2 separate regions of the Cricetulus griseus genome follow, and region 1 is linked to region 2. A link is a contact called in public Micro-C data. All regions are on one chromosome and are shown on one strand. The core of a region is the stretch at or near the end of the contact, and the rest is flanking DNA. Distances in the headings are between cores, read along the strand shown.

What was found. Hi-C and Micro-C count contacts between places; a contact is called where the count stands out from the background.
Region 1: a Micro-C map of the CHO-K1 cell line shows a contact between it and region 2, with 2.4 times the contacts expected there. The contact joins the promoter of LOC118239062 here to the enhancer-like site in region 2. A contact is called at or near these places in 4 of 8 Hi-C or Micro-C datasets (the CHO-K1 cell line, fibroblasts and liver).

The regions. Positions count from the first base shown.
Region 1 is chr6:117,635,017-117,638,889 of CriGri-PICRH-1.0, forward strand. LOC118239062 (atherin-like) reads right to left here and starts at 2,275. Exons shown (of 2, transcript XM_035446455.1): 1 at 1,201-2,275. The coding sequence starts at 1,972. The coding sequence ends at 1,451.
Region 2 is chr6:117,595,569-117,599,452 of CriGri-PICRH-1.0, forward strand. No RefSeq gene overlaps it. Among named protein-coding and RNA genes, the nearest start is that of Trnaa-cgc, 13 kb to the left of the region's middle. Within about 2 kb of position 1,828, at least 2 of the 6 cell types and tissues checked have open chromatin away from gene starts, as enhancers often do. A contact at or near this core is called in the CHO-K1 cell line and fibroblasts, where this site is marked.

The DNA of each region.
Region 1 (3,873 bases), core at 1,025-3,524, 40 kb after region 2:
GAGGATAAGACACATACTTTCTGACTGTCTATGAAGGTCAATGGGAACACTGCCGGGGTGTGAGCCATGTGCTAGAGAATGTATTATATTTCAGGTGAAAAAAAGAACACTAGGAGGGAATAGTCCTAGTGTACCATGTAATAAAAAATCAGTTCATTTCTTTCACAAGAAAGTGATGCTACAAAGGACCTAGGACATCATTAGACAGTAAACACTTCTACTAGCACTCAAGTGAAACAACAGTGGCCACCATTTTCTCTTAAATACTCCAGTTCTTTGTTCAAATGGTGCTAATTTGTTCTTTTTGGAAAACCATACAAATAAAAATGGTGCAGAAAGGTACAATGAAGATATGATACTCCAATTTCCTGATCTTCTATCTTCCAGCACAGTGATGGGTCACTACATTGCTTTGCCTTGATTTTTGACTAAGAACCATTTCTCTAGCTCTTGGAATGCATTGTCCATGCCTCATCATTTCATTACCCTGCCTAGATCTGCAAATTTTCTATATATCATTTACCCCAGAAAACAGTGTTTCTATGTCTGAGGCATTCGGTTCAGAAGAACCAATGTGTTAGAGGCCAGAGAGATGGCTCAGCCAGTAAGGGCTGACCATGAGGATTGGATACATGGGATCAACATGGCGGAAGAGAATGACACCAGAAAGTTTCTTTCTGACCTCCACACCCATGTGCATGTATTTGTACATACAAGCACACAATCAATATTAATGCAACAATAAAGAATACAGTCTCAATCGACTGAAAATTGATAATTCCAGCAGAGTAACTGATCTTCATTTGTATCTGGGAAGCTTAATGAATAAGACATGCATCAGGGAGTATCGTGACAGAAACGACTGAAGACGAAGATGGCAATGAAAGTCTCTGCAGAAATATTTACCTAGAGAGAAAGACCCTTTAAATGCCAGCCTTGACTGGACTCCCAACTGCCTTAAGACTACACACTGGGAAGATCCCAGCAGGCTGCACCATCAGGAAGGCCACAAAGATTTAAAGAACACCCTGGCTGAGATGGTGAGTCCTGGGAAGCAGGCCTTGCTGCTTCTTCTGGGCCTTCGGTACAATCGCTTAATTGTTCCATGGCCTTCCCCTCACAGACATTTAAGAAGTCAAGTTCTTCATTTTGATTTTCCCTTCTCAATTTACAACCCCCCCACCCCAAACCACGCGGGACCTGTGGTGGAGGGAGAGTTGAGGCGGAGAAGCGTCGAGAGGTTTTAAAGCAACTTGGGAGGAACTTGGTGATGAGTTGAGCTCAGGGTGTCCAGGCGGTGGCCGGAGGGTGGGACGACCCCTCGGCCAGGCGGGGAGGGCGGAGGGCCGAGCGAGCAGCTTGGCGGCAGGGTGCAGCGGGTCATTGTTTCCCGGCCGCTCCTCCCCGCCGGTCCGGCGTCACTGGCGGGGCGCCCGGGGCGGGCGGCGGGTTATTTATAGCGCTGGCTGCGCGCATCACGGAGCCCGGCCCGGCTGACGGGGCCGCTGACGCGCTTGGCCGGGGCCGAGGGCGCGGGGTGCGCGCGGGCGGCGACAATGGGCCGGAGCGCGCGCCTCGCTGGCCTCCGTGGGCCGTTCTCCGGCCCCCGCCCTCGGCTCCGCGCCCCCGCGGGGTGGCGGGCCTCGGCCCTGGGACTCAGCTCGGCGGTCCGCGCTCCTTGCTGCGCGCCCGGACTGCACGAGGAGCTGGAGCCGGCTGCGCGACCACTCTGCTCCCGGGGACGCGGCGACCTGGGGCCGGGAGCGCCGGCCAGGTAACGTATCCTTAACCCGGGCTGGGGGGGCTCGGGGAGGGTCGGGAGGGGCAGCCCTTCCCGGACTCCTGTCCCCACGGTGTCCCGTGCCGGTCCAGGAATCCGAGGTGGGTGTGGAGAGCCAGAGAGGGAGAGAAACTTCGGTGAGACCAGCCCCAACACGCTCCTCCCGAGAGGACGGCGCGACTCGGGCACCATGTCGTCCGCCTCCCTAGCCCCTCCCCGGCCACTCCTTCCCCTCGTCTCCCCTATACAGACGACCAGGACCCCCACTCGCGGGCTCCCATCCTGGCCCGCCCAAGCCCACTGTCGCGCTGGCAGGGACTTTTAGGGACTTGTGGGCCGCGGAGGCCAACCCTGAGCCCTGCCCTTCCGGCTGCTCTGCAGCCCCTCGCACGTGGCAGGCAGGCAGGCTGGCTGAGAACTTGCTGTGCCTTCTAGGAAATTGCAATCGATTTGTAATGCACTTTCGCTAATTGGGAGTTCAAAATTAAACTTTAATAAAGCATTTGTGTCGTCTCGTCTAATTGTGAAAGCTTCCATTCGTCCTACCAGAAAGACTCTTTAAGTCTTAAGTTAATGGCGCTAAGCTAGATTTCCCCCCCAAGTACAATTCTGTCAGCCTTCCTTGGCGCAGCTGGATTTCTGTAAGGTACAGATGTTGCTAATGGCAGCTTAAGCACGGATGGGCAGATAGCATACGGAATGCAACATGTTGCCATATGGTTCCTTTAGCCTTTCACCTCCAGGGATATCAATCATATATATTCTGGGAGAAACCTAATGACTCTCTGAACAGCAAAATGAATTACCTGGTACAATTTATATCCCTTGACCTGATGCGTTATAACAACAGGAAGATAGCATCGCCCAATTGCTGTGGTATAAATTGAGTTACAGAGCTACATTTCAAATTCTATATCAGCTATTGGTAGTTTGAGGGGCCCCGGTCACATCATTCTGGCTGTAAAATCTATTTTTGTATTTCCTTCTTCCCTCTATACTTTCCCACTTCTAGACATGCAAAATTGAGAAAGTTTAACCAAACTGATATTGGAAATTGACACTCTACCTGATAGGTGAGTATGGAGCGGTGGAAAATACAACTTCCAGAGTGTTAGTTTCAGCTAGCATTCTTCAAGAGCATCACACTTTAAAGCTAGAAAATCAAGTGGCTCCCAGGATATATGGTTTCAGTATAACCCCCTATGTCTAGATACTTACTGGAAATTCTCCACCTAAAACAAACAAAATCCTACTTCAACTCTTGAGAAAAACGGTTGTAAGTAATAATGAACTATAAGAAACCTCAGTAGAACTTTTCTGCAAACCAGTTCCTGCGCCCCATTCCCCCCTCTCTGTGTCTTATTCCAAGTCATGATTGTGGAGATAAAGACTTTTTTTTTCTTCCAAGATGTCAGTATCTATGTACTGAAAGTCATGGCTTAGATCCTACTGGAATGGCTTAGTAATATTTCATATTAGATTTTTAAATCTCCCGGTGATTAATAAAATATCATAACTGCCTTTAAGTTTGGTTTGTAAGTATGGTTGTCTTTTTAACCCCAGTCCATATTTTTGATTCGCAAATGCAGATCATAGTGATAGTTAAGCAATGACCAAAGGGCACAAATTAAAGTATCATTCAAATTTTAATTTCATGTTTACTTTTACATGTGAAAAAGTTTTCTTAAAGCTAACTACATAATATCTATTTGCACTCAACAATATATTTAAAAAGTAGTTCATGTGAGCTGGTAGACTAGTAAAACACATAAATAGACATGAGTGGCCTAAAAATGTATTTACTTTTAATTTTTAACTTTTCAGGAAGTGGAAACATTTTGAAAGTTTATACATCTTGTCCTTTTAGTATCGTTTTCAAAGGACAAGATGGCACCCCCCTCCACACATACCCACTTGCACACACCTTGCAATGGCTGATGATGTGCTAACTAGTGCTTGAGTTAGTTCAGACATTCTGATTATTTACCTAATGTCTTTTGCATAGCTAAATAGCCAAACAAACAAACAAACAAAAACCACCAAAAAACCTTAGGCAGAACAGATTAGGACATGGCTAGGTTATGGCAAGTTTC
Region 2 (3,884 bases), core at 578-3,077:
TATCCTATTCCTCTCTCCACAAATACTTAGAGATAGGTCTGTCTTTCTTTCAACACACACACACATGCACGCATGCACGCACGCACGCACGCACACTCACACTCATACTCACACTCACACCTCCCCACAAACATATACGAGTCCAGATTTTTAGACATAAACATTCCTGAGGATTTAGGGAAATACATCAAATTGTGCATTTTCTTTCATTGCTGCAGATTGAGAAAAGATGGTCTTGCATCCCATTAGCAAAAGATCTTCAGAAGTGTGCAAAAACAATAGCTCTAAAGGTTAAAGGCGGCCATGCCCATGCTGAAGCAACATTTTTAACAGTAGATTTTGATGGTGAAGACTGCTGAATTAGTAGTCGGAAGACCTGGTTTCCAATCAAATTGTGCAGTTTTCATTTGTTGTTTGGGAGACAAGACACTTCCCTTTGCTGAATCTCCACTTTCCCATTGGTAGATGTGGTGTTTATAGCTCAGAATATGTCACGGGTCTTTGTGAGGATTCAGTAGGAAAGTGTAGAGGAAAGTTGTTTGCCGCCTGTGAAATGCACAGGTAACTTGTTATATGATCAGGGCTCTTGCCTTCCCTCTAGTGAAGATGGTTTATTTTGGTTTGACACAGGTTTTACACTGTGGCCCAGGCTGGCTTTGAATGCTGGGATTTTAACTATGAGCCACACCTGGCTTAGTGAACTTTTTTTTTTTTAATCATGGTTGCCATTGTATTGATACAATTCATTTTATTATTAGGATTAAGAATTAAAGTATAGAATTATGATGTTAAATTAAATTTAAATGGATGGGTGTTTTGTACGCATACATAACTGTACATCATGTGCATGCCTGGTGAATACAGAGGCCAGAAGAAGGTCTTGGATCCCCTGGAACTGGAATTACAGATGGTTGTGAACCAACATGTGGGTGCTGGGAATCAATCTAGTGTCCTCTGGAAGAGCAACCAGTGCTCTCAATCACTGAGACATCTCGCAAGCCTCTAGAATTATGATTTTTGATTTGTGGCTATTTACTTATTGGTTATTTTGAATTTGGTATGGGTTCTGTAAGATTCTTTCAATTTTCTTTTCAATGTTGATGGCTGAACCCTTAGCTGGTGCTTGGTAGGCAACTGTCACTAAGCTATATCTCCAACTCCAACATCTATTTTTTAAAAGCAGGGCTTATCCCCTCAGCATCATCTGGAATGATCTTCTAACACAGTTGCCTGGAACCACCACCTCCTCTATACCCTCTCTCAAGAACTTGTATTTTTCCACACTTAGGGACATAGGCCTATAATCCCAACTCTTGAAAGAGGAAGCAGGAGGATCAGGAGTTCAAAGTCAGACTTGGCTATGTAAGACGGTTTCAAAAAGGATGTGAATATAGGTGTGGGGATGTTGTAGAGTATTTGCCTACCATGACCAAAAGTCTATGTTCAATACTCAGAACTACCAAAATAAATAGATGTCAGCTTTATAAACAAACCTACATGCCATACAATTCACCCACATCAACATTATCTGGGTTTATTGAGCTAAGCAAAAGTTTTATGGAGGCTGAGGATGCTTTGTGACTGGTATGTAAAGAATTCCCTTCACCTGCTCCAAGAATGAAGATTGAAGTGACAAATCATTGCAGGCCACCAGGTCATCTGCTCTCCTAGCACTGGTAGCTGCCTGCTCAACTGATGTCCTCTGCATTAGGATAAGGCTAGGATAGGATACTACAAAAATAACACCAATGCCAAAGCATGAAATCTTTCCCTCCCTGCAATCTGGACAAGCCTTGGCCTCAACTGTCTAGTCTATGAATCAGAAGAAGTTCCTGAGGGGAAATGAGTCATGATTTGTCTAGTTGGGAGATTCCTGAGCTCCTCCACAGTCTGCTTCTAATTTAAAGGTCTTTCTATCTTTTAAGCATGCAGGATCAATGCAGCTTCCTAATATCTTTGGACAGAGCTGATTGACATTTCAGTTTGTCAGCTTCCAGAACTCTACTGTTGACTCAGTTCTATCTCTGTTTAATTAGAGGGGAAAGACTGTTAAACAGACACAGTTAATTGTGCTCATAAAGGTAAGTGTGTCAGGACAATGGAAGCTTTGGACAATCACAACTGTTTAGGCTGGTAGCTTAGATGCTTTGAAAAATCCGTTTCTTACTCTGTGGGGAGAGATAATGTTCTAAAGAGAGCATTGCTGGGGAATCTAAGCAATGCCCATTTCCAGTTTTTCACTTGGAGGATTTTTGATTTTGTGGGAGAGTAAACATTTCTTTTTCTTTATTTTTAAATATCCACTCAACAAAACAACAGCAGTAGCTTCCTCATATGGCCTTATCAGTGTGGTAAATTTCTGAAGCATGATATTCCTTTGTTAGTATATTAGAATATGTGGCTGTGCCTGGTATCCCTAGCCCTGCATCTCTCTATTGGAACTGACACTCTAGGGAGAAGCCATATGAACAACATCTGAGCTTAAACAACAATATTCTCTATTCTCTCTCTCTCTCTCTCTCTCTCTCTCTCTCTCTCTCTCTCTCTCTGTGTGTGTGTGTGTGTTTGCCCATGCACATGTCTGCATGTGTGTGTGTCTGTCTGCCTCTGTCTCTCTCTTTGCCCCTTGTTTCAGGTAATCAGGTCCTTTTTTATAATACCAGCCAACCACACAGAAGAAGCTGGAATGTGGGAGAGATCCAACAGCAATGCCCAAAACAAAGGAAATTCCCTGTATTGATTAGAGGTCGGGGGCAGGTCTCCAAAAGTTTAGCAGATCAACCAAGGTCTTTGACAGGCTATGAGTCTCTAATTTAGAAGCCAATCCTATTGCCCCACTCTGCCTTAGGGTTGCTACAAATTAGAATCTCAGCTTAGGGAAGGTACTAGAGAGGACAAAAAGGATCCTCTTTACAAAGGCAACCTCTACAATAGTTGAAACGAGAATTGCTCCCTATAGGCTCAGGCATGTGGTCCTCAGTGGATGGCATTGTTTTGGCAGTATGGCCTTGCTGAAGGAAGTAGTCATGGGAGGCAGGCTTTGAGAGTTTAAGCCAAAGGCCACTTGCAGTTCACTCTCTGCTTTGTGTGTGTTTGGTTGAGATTTCATCTCTCAACTTTCTGCTTCTGCTGTCATGCCTTGCTAAGATGATGGACTCTCATCCCTCTGGAGTCATAACCCCAAACAAACTCTTCTTTCTATAAGTTGCCTTGGTTATAGTGTTTATCTCAAAAACAGAAAACTAGCCGGGAAGTGGTGGCACACGCCTTTAATCCCAGCACAGCACTCAGGAGGCCGAGGCAGGTGGAGCTCTGTGAGTTTGAGGCCAGCCTGGTCTACAGAGTTAGTTTCACAACAGCTAGGGCTGTTACACAGTCAAACCCTGTCTCAAAATAAAACAACAAAACTAAACAAAACTAACAACCCTCCAAAAAACCAAAACCAACCAAACAGAGCAAAATACCAGAAAACTAACTAATACACAGCCCTTTACTTACATCCATTCCCTACAACTCTATGGAACCAGAGTTAGAGTCGGGAGGGGTTGAAGGAATTTGTGAACATTGGCTTCAATTCTGAATACTGCCTGCTGACATTGAGGCATTGTGGAAGGTTAAAGTCAAACGCTCTCCCTGTTCATCTTGAACTAGTTGGTCAAGCAGTGATCTTTGAGTCAGGCACTATTACTTGTATTCATACATCAAAAGAATGCGGCCTGTGTGGATTCATGTGGCACATTGTACCAGGGTGTGGATGAGTCAACAGACCGATTAGGAAGTGGCCTTCAATCCCCCAATATAATGGCACCAATATATTATATATGGAAGGAGAAAAGACCTGGGTAGAGTGTGGTTTTCTATAGACAGATACTATGTTTCTCTTT